Regions from separate parts of the Sus scrofa genome. Here region 2 is linked to region 1. A link is a contact called in public HiChIP or PLAC-seq data. All regions are on one chromosome and are shown on one strand. Each heading gives the region's core, a stretch centred on a gene start, on an enhancer-like site or on the middle of the called end of the contact. The rest is flanking DNA. Distances are from core to core; before and after follow the strand shown. Region 1 holds the start of PTGR1 (prostaglandin reductase 1). Region 2 holds the start of GNG10 (guanine nucleotide-binding protein G(I)/G(S)/G(O) subunit gamma-10).

Evidence for each region. HiChIP or PLAC-seq counts read pairs in DNA pulled down with a chosen protein or histone mark.
Region 2: an H3K27ac HiChIP or PLAC-seq map of alveolar macrophages shows a contact between it and region 1. The contact joins the promoter of GNG10 here to the promoter of PTGR1 in region 1. A contact is called at or near these places in 8 of 47 Hi-C or Micro-C datasets (embryonic fibroblasts, epiblast stem cells, liver and 4 more) and 1 of 2 datasets of contacts at active chromatin or transcription factors (alveolar macrophages).

What each region holds. Positions count from the first base shown.
Region 1 is chr1:252,390,847-252,396,723 of Sscrofa11.1, reverse strand. It overlaps PTGR1 (prostaglandin reductase 1), which reads left to right and starts at 1,291. Exons shown (of 10, transcript NM_214385.1): 1 at 1,291-1,323; 2 at 2,711-2,826; 3 at 5,010-5,055. The coding sequence starts at 2,721. LOC110256066 (a long non-coding RNA gene) reads right to left here and starts at 1,900. Exons shown (of 2, transcript XR_002337285.1): 1 at 1,759-1,900; 2 at 1-1,615.
Region 2 is chr1:252,448,975-252,454,775 of Sscrofa11.1, reverse strand. GNG10 (guanine nucleotide-binding protein G(I)/G(S)/G(O) subunit gamma-10) reads right to left here and starts at 1,767. Exons shown (of 3, transcript XM_021067494.1): 1 at 1,573-1,767. The coding sequence starts at 1,653. LOC110256067 (a long non-coding RNA gene) reads left to right here and starts at 1,781. Exons shown (of 2, transcript XR_002337286.1): 1 at 1,781-1,857. It overlaps LOC106509234 (a long non-coding RNA gene), which reads right to left and starts at 1,400. Exons shown (of 2, transcript XR_002337288.1): 1 at 1,119-1,400; 2 at 466-545.

The sequences.
Region 1 (5,877 bases), core at 42-2,541:
TTGTAATTTGGAGAATTTATCTTTGTAATTTAACCTTTGTAACTTGGAGAATATGAAGTATGATATACAAAGAGGGAAACCTAAATTCTTCATCCAGCATGAACTAAAAAATTGATTAAGATTCATGGTGGTTCTTCATTATGGAGTTGAGAGCATTACGAAAGATTCACTGTTCCATTCAGCTCTTAAACACTGCAACTATATCCATGCCTCATCTTATTTTCCTTCCCTCTCCTCTAAGGATAGAGAAAATGGATAAATTTGCTGTTGTATATCCAACTCTTATATTAAATGAGACTTAAGTTCAGGCAGTATATGAGGAATTGCCAGGTTTCTACTTATTATCTTTCAATTTAAACTGCTAGTGATTAAAAGCAATTTCAAAGGATGAAACTCTGAACTTTGCTTATTTGAAGAATCAATGGCAGGAGCATTGAAGCAAAATCCATGGAATGCATTTCTGAAATCCTAAGTAAATTAATTCAGAATCTTACCCTTTGCTGTAAACAAGCAAATAGAAGCACATCTGTTATATAAGGAAGAAAATGCTGTATGCTGATTGAGCATGCTTTTTAAAGCCTTTAAAAATACTCAGCATATAAACCTGAGTTTGAGCTTGCTGGTGTTTTTTGTTAATGTGTGTTCTCCTTTCTCAGAATTTCCAGCGTGTGCTGTAACTCATGACCTGGATTCTTTATTTGATTTACTTAACTACATGTTATGCAAGTGCATTCTAACATTGCACATATTACCAAAAGCGGGTAAAAGTAAAATTAGTCTTCTGAAAAAAGAGAGAAAGAAAGAAAACCAAGCAAAGGGAAAAAAGGAATCCTACCCTGGTTAACACAACTGGTTTAGGTAACCCTGGTCTGAGAATGTTCAGGCTGAAGAAAAAGGTGCTGAGTCTTATCTTTGGAATGATTCCATTTTTGTGAAAACCAGGGGAGAAACCTTCTAAATGTACTGAATGATTATGGAGAAGGGTAACATTTGTGGTCTTAGCATTATTTCTCCGTTTACAGGACTGACCAGGATTGGGCTCAGAGTTGGGGGTCTATAATTGACAGTGTGGGAAGCCTGGGACTGACTGGGGCCGCTGGGAGACCCGCCTTTCCCGCCTTTTCTCTCTCTCCTGCCTGCCTGAGCAGCAAGGGGCAGGGCTGGCTTTCCTACGCAGCATTTCCCCCCACCCTTCCAGAAAGCCCCGCCCTGGGGAAAGCCTCAAGCCTCACCCCCTTCGGGGATCCACCTAAACACCGGCTCCAGACGCTCTGCGGCGCAGTCCCAACCACCTGCTTTAGGTAGTGGAGCCTGCAGACTCCTGTAAGTAAACTTCCACACCCCACCCTTTGTCCCTGCCGTTTCTAGGCTCCCCTGTAGCTCGGCGTTTGCAGATTGCTCGCCCTCTCGTAACGCTGTGCCACTCTGCGTCTTGCACTCAGAGGAAACTTGGAAACAGGATGTCCCGACTGATGCTTCCTGGTCCATGCAGATTCCTGAAGCGATCGGAAAGGGCTGCGAGAGGGAAGGCCATTGCCTGGCAGCGTTGTGGGTGCGCGGCTTAGCTGCCTGCCCGGGGGAGGGGGCTGGCTAAGGAACTTGCGGGACTGCAAACCTGAGACAGGTGTGGAAGAAGAAAGGCGTCGGAATTCGGTTAAGACACGGGTGTGGGCGAGGCGAGGAGGTGGGATCTGGAGGCGAGTGTGCCCGGACCTGGCATCCCACCAGGCCCCGTTCCTCTGGCGGGTGGGGACTCACCGGGATCTTCAGCTGCCTCGGCGGCCATGCCCTTTACAGGGAAGCTTCTGGACTTTGGGTGAGTCCAGAATTCGCAGCGGCTGTCTTTCTGTGGAAAAAGAGACAAGTAGGACCCGCACAGTTGCGGGTCGCACCACCCCGACCGCTGTGTCTGCAATACGGAAGTGTCCCCTCCAGGCTGCCACTGGCCCCAATCGCGAGCACTGGGCGGGAAAGGAAAGAAAGGGCCAGCCCCTGCGGGCGCGTTTGCAGCCGATTCCCCCTGGGGGAAGGCACGGCTCCCATGTGATGCGGAAGAGATCGGTCCAAGCCTGAGGTGCTACCCCGAGAGCTCAGGGCCGCCTGAGTCATCGTCTCTTGGCCTTGTGTGCAGGCAAGTTTAAACACTGACCCTCGATTTCCCCTTTGGTGCCAAAGAGAACTCGCGCCTGAGCAGCAGCGCCGCCCGGTGGTTGTCATGTGTTCCTGAGACGGCTTGCCTCGGAAGGCAAAGCTGTCCATCTGAGAGACGTGCATAGACTTCGATTTGGTTGTGTTTGATGCTTTTCCTTAGAATTCGCTTCATGTGAGGAGAGAAGTGGAATATTTGCACGCCAGGTAGCTGTTCAGTGCCCTAACGAAACCTTCGCAGTGGCTAGGAAGAATTTGTGTGGGTTCACATTATTCCTTGCGTTGGAGATTTCCGACGTAGCCACTGTTTCCTCATCTGTACACTGACCATGATAATAACGGCTGTCTTAGAGGGAAGTTATGAGGATAGAAGGAGTTGATAAGTATGAAGTGCTTAACAGATCAATAGAAACAGTGAATACTAAGTAAATGTGATGGATGTTAACTGTTCATGATGAAGTTGATGATGGGTAGAGCCTGCCATTCCCCCCTCAGTGCAATGCGTAGGGAGCTGTAAGAATCCAGTCCCTTCAGAGGCTTGACTACGTTTACTGTGTTCTAGGAGCTTCAGGATGGTTCGTGCTAAGAGCTGGACCCTGAAGAAGCATTTTGTAGGCTACCCTACTCCTAGCAACTTTGAACTGAAGACAGTTGAACTCCCGCCCTTAAAAAATGGAGGTAAGTCAGATTCAGAAGATTTAAGTTAGAAGAAACCATATCCGTTTGCCTTTGCTGAATAATACACTACCTCCACACTCAGTGACTTCAAACCACAATCACCGATTAGTTCACAATTCTGGGGGGGTGGCAGTTTGGGCGGGATTAAGTGGGTGGTCCTACCCGGGTTAAGTGGTTAATTCAGGATGAGTGTCCCTCACATGTCTGGTGGTTAGCTGGCTTTCTACTGAGGTGTGTGCCTCACTTCTCGTCTGTGTGACCCTTCCAGCAGGCTGGCGGGAGCTCTTTGTTTTTGCTGTGATTTCATAAGTCTAGGGCAGCAGGAATTGGCAAGTCCAATTTGCAAACACTTTTCAAGCTTGTATCATCTCTGCGAGCATGCTGTTCACCAAAGCCAGTCACATAGCCAAGCCCAGACTCAAGGGGTGGCAACAGACTTCCTGATGAGAGGATGGCCAAGAGGCCTTCACCCAGGGGTGGGTGGTACCTATGGTCCTTGTGCAGTCTGCCACAGAGAGCTTTTCAAGGCTGTCTGTGTGAAACCTCCACGCCACAGCGGAGGATCCCTCTGCTTCCCCTGGTAACTGAAACGCACGTTTGGGTGCTTTGTCCTTCATGACTTTTGCCAGACCCTGGGGAGGACTTCCTCTCTGTCTGGTGAGCCTCATGATGACAGTGGGATCAGCACTGCCTGGCAGCCGCGTGCACAGCTCAGACTATCCCTGTGAGCAGACAAGGAGGGGAAAACCCTCCTTCTGCACTGAGGGGCCTCCCGTGCTCTTGGGGGGAGTGGAGGGACAAGGCCAACGTGCAGAAATGGAAGGGAGAGAAATGGCAACGTACCCCATCGCGAGTTTGGAGATGAGCTTTGCAGAGCACATGCTAAGGGGTGTCTCCAAGGGCTGTTTTCAGGTAGGCAAGCTTGGAGAAAAAGGCGTGCAATCAAGTAGCATGGCAGGTTTCCCTCTAGGTTGGGATAGTCAGGACTCAGGATCAAAATTCCAGAGAATGCATGCATGAGGTCACTCCAGCAAAGTGCATATATATTTTTAATGCCAACTGAGATTAGTAATAAAATCCTGTGTGAGCCCTGTGACATGGCCCTGTGCAAGTTCCTTAATCTAAGCTCAAATAAAATGGAAACAATAATTGCAAAGAACATCATATGAAATAACCTGTATAAAGCATGGAGTGAGTGCCGAGTAAATAATCATAATTTTTACTTTTATTAAAAAATGTAGGTGTTCCCATTGTGTCTCAGTGGAAGCAAATCCGACTAGTAAAAATATGCTCGATATCCCTGGCCACGGGAGAAAGGCAAATCAAAACCACAATGAGGGAGTTCCCGTCATGGCGCAGCGGAAACAAATCCAACTAGGAACCATGAGGTTGCAGGTTCAATCCCTGGCCTTGCTCAGTGGGTTAAAGATCCAGCATTGCTGTGAGCTGTGGTGTAGGTCGTAGAAGTGGCTTGGATCTGACGTTGCTATGGCTGTGGCACAGGCAGGCAGCTGCAGCTCCAATTCGACCCCTAGCCTGGGAACCTCCATACGCCATGGGTGCAGCCCTAAAAAAAAAATAAGTGAAATAATTTTAAGGGTTTTTTTTTTTTTTTTTTTTTTTTTTTTTTTTTGGCTATGCCTACAGCATATGGAAATTCCCATGCCAGGGATCTAACCTATACCACCGTAGCAACCCAAGCTGCCACAGTGACAATGATGGATTCTTAATCCGATTTGCTACTCAGAAACTCCAATCATTTTTACTTTTTTTAATTATTTTTAAGGCCACACCTGTGGCATATGGAAGATCCCAGGCCAGTGGTCAAATCAGCTGCGGCTGCAGCAACACCAGATCTGAGCTGCCCCTGCGACCTATGCCCCAGCTCGTGGCAGTGCTGGATCCTCTAACCCACTGAGCAAAGGCAGGGATAGAACCTGCATCCTTACAGAGAAAAATGTCTGGTCCTTAACCTGCTGAGCCACAATGAGAGCTCCCTAATAATTTTTGACTTTTCTTAATTGGACTGGACCAAATGGGAGAGCTCTTCTTGTCTCTTCAGTAGAAAGCACAGGTGAAAGGGCAGTCCTGAAGCAGAAAGACAGCCTATGTTTATTTAGAAAGTCAGAGAAAAGGCGCCGGGCCTGGGTTTCTAACTGCCTGTGGAATGCTTTATTTTGTAGAGGTCCTCTTGGAAGCTTTGTTCCTCACCGTGGATCCTTACATGAGGTATTTTTCCCTTCTGAAAATTCTGGTGTGTTGGACACTCTTTTGAAGTGGTCAATCTTGTAAAGTATCTGGCTGATTCAAAACACTGTCATTTCCCCTGTTTCTCCCAGTGTGATGTCATTGATGGGCTTCTAGATGCTCATCATTTTCAGGCAAAGGTCTGAGCAGAGCAGAGCAGTGAGGGATTATGTCGGCCCTTTTACCTCCCTCCCCTATCTTTTTTTTTTTTTTTGGTCTTTTTGCCTTTTCTAGGGCCCCTCCCACGGCATATGGAGGTTCCCAGGCTAGGGGTCGAATCGGAGCTGTAGCCACCGACCTACACCAGAGCCACAGCAACGCGGGATCCGAGCTGCTTTTGCAACCTACACCACAGCTCACAGCAACGCCGGATCCTTAACCCACTGAGCGAGGCCAGGGACCGAACCCGCAACCTCATGGTTTCTAGTCGGATTCGTTAACCACTGCGTCACGATGGGAACTCCTATCCCCTATCTTAAAATGCACAATTCATCTCCCATCATTCACTAAAATTGCTTCCCTCCAAAATAAAAGAGGCCAAACTCAAATTTCTCCATTTCACTACTGGCAAATGACTTGGGGAGAGGAAGATGCTAAGACGAAAATTACATCTGCTTGCCTTGCCTTTGTTCTTTTAATTCAGGTAATCTGCAGTTGACATGAATGTGTGTACTCAGTAAACAGTTCAGGGAGGGGCGGAAATAAAAGCTTTCATTGGCCATTGATTCAGTAATTTTCTCGTCTAGGTAAGCAGTGCAGCCATCATTTTTTTTTTTTTTTTTTTTTTTTTTTTTTTTTTTTTTT
Region 2 (5,801 bases), core at 518-3,017, 58 kb before region 1:
AACAGCACTCTCTCCCCCATCCTCCACCCTTGTGACTCCATTAGTTCCCTTTCTTCCCTCCTAGAAGAAAACTTGGCTTCCTATTTCACAAAGATAACTGTCATCATACCCTCCTTAAGCCCGTATCTGGAAACATCTATGTTTACACATATACTTCCTCCTTTCTTCCTGATTCAGAAGGTGCCCCTCCAATCCCAGGCCCCCCACAAACTCTGTCTCTACCTCCAGTTTTCCTTCTCCATTTGTTTCTCCCCCTTGACCTAAAAATAGTTTGTTCCTTCCTCTCAGCCTCAAAATACAGCTTTTCATTTTCTAAATCGAAAGTTTCCTCTTTAAAACGAGTTTTTTCAAAAAAAATCTGCTTACCCTGTTACAATCTAGATCCCACTTCTACTACTACATGTCCCTGAAACGTCTGCATTCCACAACTCTCTCTTTACCTTCTTTAATTGTTTCCACAACACATACTCTCCGAAATTATTTTATTTATTGGTTCATGTGTTTATCGTTTATCTTCCCCATTAGAATCACCATATTCTGAATACCTAGGATAGGGTGTGGTACAGAGAAAAGGCATTACTGAGGTTCACGGAATATCACAACGGTGTTCGTTCATTCACCACACACAGTCTACGAAAAAATGATCTATGCTTGTTGCTAACCACAATTACACAACAAATGCTTTTTCATCAACTGACTAAATAATGGACATGTTGACTAAGTCCCACATCTATGAAAACCCCATCTTCCTTCCCCACTTCGGTAACCTTGCTTTCTCTTGCTCCTGCTCTTCTCGAGACCACCTCTTTCGGTCGGTCCCTGGGTTCCACGATCTGGTCTCTTTCTACAGTTTTCACCCTTGTATGTTCTTTCGGTTTTGTTCTCTTGAGTTTCAGCCCAGGCTGCCAAACACCTCCTGGGCATCCCCTCAAAGTCCACGTATCCGAAACTAGATGCATCAGATGATCTCCTCTGTCTACCGTAGCGAATGGCAACGCCATCCATCCCACCAGGCCAGAAACCCGAGCAGCGCCCTCCTCCTCCCTCATCCTATCAACCCATCACCAAGGCCCGTCGGTGCAGTCGCCTCCGCAGCTCTGGACCCCATCCTCCCGCACCAGCCGAATCCCGGCCACTAGCGCGTCCCCCGCGATCCCGGTGTCCTCGCGTCGGCCCCGCACCCGAGTCACTGTGTCCACATCACTGAAACGAGACCGCCCCCGGGGCTCTCGGTCCCGGACAACCCTCGCGAGGACAGGCGCGTCTCCCCGGCGCCCCCAGGCCGGTCGACCCGCCTTGGGCCCCCCGCGTCCCCGCCTCTCACGGGCGCCTGGGTTCAAGCCGCCACCGCGCGGCCCCCGACCCAACGAGGCCGAACCGAAAGCAACGTCCTCTGGGCGGCTCACCCGTCCCGCCGCTGCTCCGCGGACCCTGCGGGCTCGCTCGCCAACGGGCGGGTCCCGCAGCCCCCGGCTCCGGCGCGGCCTCCTCTTCTCCGGCCCACAGATGCCGGGGCGGGGCGGGAGCGGGCGGTTTCCACGCCCCGAGGCCAGGCGCTGGCGAGGGCCTCACCTTGATCCTCTCCACGCTGGCCTCCAGCTTGAGCTGCTCCACCAGGCGCTGCAGGGCGCTCACGCTGGCCCCGGAAGACATGGCGGCGACCTGGACTGCGGGCGGGCGGCCGGGCGCCGGCAGATAACGAGGCCCAGAGGCTCGGCACCGCCCCGGGGCGGGGAAGCCGCTGCGCCCGGCCCCGCCCCGCCGCCGGAGCCCCGCCCCGCCCCGCCCCGCCGCGGGAGCCCGGCCCCGCTCCGCCCCGCCGCTCCGCAGCTCCCCGCGTTGACACAGACGCCGCAGGTAAGCGACACCTTGGGGTTCCGAGTTGCCTGACACTTAATTCTGCCTTCTAAACTCTGTCCCCTGTGGCGCGTCGCCCCCCACGCAGGGGCGCTCACCTCCTCCACATCGAAGCTTCTAGGGCTTTGGGAGGAGCAGGGGTGGGTGTAGAGTGTGGGAATGGAGAAAGCAAAGACGCGTGCCTGGTGAACCAGAACTGGGACTGTGTGTGGCTGGGGCAAGGGGTGAAGTGAGTGGGAGAAATAAGCCAGACGTGAAGGCTTCTAAGCCCTGCGAGAGTGTTATCTCAGGGGGGGTGAGGATTGCCACGGAACAGAAACAGGTGTATACATTAGCCTGTTATTGTTTGGCGGGAGTCCTACCACGCGTTAGGGTTAGGAAGGTAAGCAGGGTAAAATCTCAGACCCTAACATCTTTGCGGAACGTAGAGAAGAAAATTAAATTCAGCCTTCTCACTCCCATCTGGCCCTTGAACTGTAACTATTGTTTCTGTTGTGCTGCATTTTCTTTTTTTATAGTGGACGTCCGTTTGTTTTACAAAACTGGAATCATTAGTATAAGTAAAGTGTGTATTATTTGTGGATTTTTTTCACTTAATGTGTTATGAATATTTCCTAATAATTCTTTCGCGCCTTTGTGTGTCAGTACCCACCTAAGTACTGCAAAAAGGTAACATACTAGCTTGTGTAACTGGAAAGCCCAGGAACTTTCAAATTTAATTGCTCAAATAATAGCTGTAGCACTCTCATTCTCCATCTCTCCGCTCTGCTTTTTCTGAGTGTTGACCTTGTTTTCTAGATGCTAAATAGACTCACTCCTCCTAGTGCCGTGAAGGAAGGTTCCATGCCTTCAGTGTCCCAGTTCAAGAAACCCAGGGATAGTAGCGCTTTTCTAGTTGTTACAGCAAAATCCCTCTGATGAATCTCACGGATCTTATTGAGTCACCTGTCCACCCCTGAACCAATCCCTATTTGAAGGCAAGGGTTTTGTAGTGTTGGAATGCTCAGACTAGCTGCACCAGGCCCAGAGCGGGATGAGAGGTGGGGTGAGCTAGTGGGTGCTGTGGTGTACCACCCAACTTCCCCATTTAGGACTAAGGTACTCCTTTCACCTGCTGGGAGTAGCAACCCGCTGATACCTCTCAGCTGAGTCCCCTTGGGAACTGCCCTTAGCCAGAGAGCCACCCTTCCTGGTGTCAGCTGTCACCCAGTGACTGATGTGAGGCTGTAGAAAATCTGAACCCCACCCTCCTTGCCTCGAGTTGGCACAACATTGAAAGACGATCCTAGCTCCAGTGCTCCACTCAGCAGTCATCTGAGGCCTTTATGGCAGCCGCTTCAGAGTTCAGTTCCTCTCTCTGCCTAACTCCCAGTTCCTAGACTCCCCCACAGGCGTTCTGACACTTCCCAACAGGCTTTCTGCGAGAAAAGCTCCATCTCAGCCTTTTTCTCCAGGGAACTCAAACGAGGACATCACCCACCCGAACCATATGGACTGCAAGGGGGAGACAATTTCCCAAAGGAAAACCAGGATTCTGATACTAAAAGGGGGCCAGGGGCAGTTAAAAAAAAAAAAAAAATCGGAGTTCCCGTCGTGGCGCGGTGGTTAATGAATCCGACTAGGAACCATGAGGTTTCGGGTTCGGTCCCTGCCCTTGCTCAGTGCTTAACGATCCGGCAACGCTGTGGTGTAGGTCGCAGACGCGGCTCGGATCCCGCATTGCTGTGGCTCTGGCGTAGGCTGGTGGCTACAGCTCCGATTCGACCCCTAGCCTGGGAACCTCCATATGCTGCGGGAGTGGCCCTAGAAAAGGCAAAAAGAAAAAAAAAAAAAATGCTCTTCATCTATCAGTATGCTCTTCATCTGCATGGTGTTCCATTATACAACTGGATCATAGTTCATTTACCTACTGTTTTATTCCTTAACACCCTGACGGCCACCTGAAACATACAGCTTTGTGCATGTCTATTCTATTTCCTTAGGATGCATTTCTAAAAGTGGAATTGGTGAATCAAAAAATATAAAGTTTTTAACACTTTTCCCTACTTTATCCTCCTCTTTCCCTGTCCTCCGGTAGCAATCGCTATTCCCACCATAAGGCTGCCAATTTCTCTGCACCCTCATAATTCTGTATTGTGGTTCTTTATCTCTGCCAACCTAATAGATGAAAAATGGTGTCTTAAGTCTTTTAGCTGTCTTAACTGTTGAGGCTGAACATTTCTTCTACTTGTTTTGTGAGCTATGTGTTCAGTCTTTGGAGTGTTTAAAGAGCTTTTCTTATCTCATGACAAGAGCATATTGGCAAATTTTATTTTTACTTTGTATTTATTTTGCTTTTAGGGCTGCATATGCAAGTTCTCAGGCTAGAGGTCAAATTGGAGCTACAGCTGCCGGCCTCCACCACAGCCACAGCAAGGCGGGATCCAAGCCGTGTCTGTGACGTACACCACAGCTCACGGCAACTCTGGATCCTTAACCGACTGTGAGCAAGGCCAGGGATCGAACCCGAATCCTCATGGATACTAATCAGATTCATTTCTGCTGCACCACAGCGGAACTCCCAGATTGGCAAATTTTATCTTTTTTTTTTTTTTTTTTTTTTTTTTTTTTTTTGTCTTTTTGTCATTTCTTGGGCCGCTCCCGTGGCACATGGAGATTCCCAGGCTAGGGGTCAAATCAGAGCTGTAGCCACCGGCCTACGCCAGAGCCACAGCAACGCAGGATCCGAGCCACGTCTGCAACCCACACCACAGCTCACGGCAACGCCGGATCCTTAACCCACTGAGCAAGGCCAGGGATCGAACCTGCAACCTCATGGTTCCTAGTCGGATTCGTTAACCACTGCGCCACGACGGGAACTCCCAGATTGGCAAATTTTAAATCCCTCTCTAGTGGCAAGTCCCCTCACCACAAACAACTTAAACATATATTCTAGTCAAAAAGTGAAAGTACATGTTGGAAACATAACTAAATTGCTGAGGGAATAGAAAAGTTGTGGGTCAAAAAGATGTGGAAAAGAACTCAGGGAGTTCCCGTCATGGCTTAGCAGTTAGCGAACCTGACTAGCATCCATGAGGATTCGGGTTCAATCCCTAGCCCTGCTCAGTGAGTTAAGGATCCGGTGTTGCCATGAGCAGTGGTGTAAGTTGCAGATGTGGCTCAGATCCAGCATTGCTGTGGCTGTGGTGCAGGCTGGTGGCTTCCTAGCCTGGGAACCTCCATTTGCTGCAGGTGCAGCCCTAAAAAAAAAGACAAAAAGACAAACAAAACAAAAAACTCAGAGCAAAGATAGACTGGAAGGATTAGCAAAGTTCATCTTAGATGATGAGACCTAGACCTTGGGAATATGTATCCTGCAGGTGGCAGAGGAAGGGGAAAAGCAGTCAACAGAGAACACACGGAATGAATTAGCTAACAAATAAAGAAGGATCTAGGGAGTAAAAGGCACAAAGCTGTTAAGACTACAAGTCGCAGAAAACCTCAAAAGAAACAGAGAAGTTTATGGCAAACAGTGGGATAGCCACATGGTAAAACATTTTAGGAATATTAATCTGGGATGAGGACTCACAATGAACTGTAGTTGCGGAGACAAGATGACTTCAGTAGTAGTTCTGTTTTGTGTTTTTGGTGGAGGCTGGAATGAGGCCCTAGAGGGGATTGTGAAGATGGGATGGAGAACAAACTCAAAAGACTAAATCAGTAGGACTTCATTGTGGGTGTGAAATGCAAAGGAAGGTGGGCACAGGCTTCTGAAGCAGAAAATAAGGGAGATCAGATGCCTACAACAGAAATTAGGAAACAGGATTAGGTTCAAGGGGAAGAGTGATATTAAAGATGGGTTTAGCTTAGGAGGACCTAGGTCTTCTACTGAACTGCATCATGCCTCTGGGATGCTGACAGTGTTTAGTGGCAAATGTTGATGTGGGAGACATCTGCACAGCACC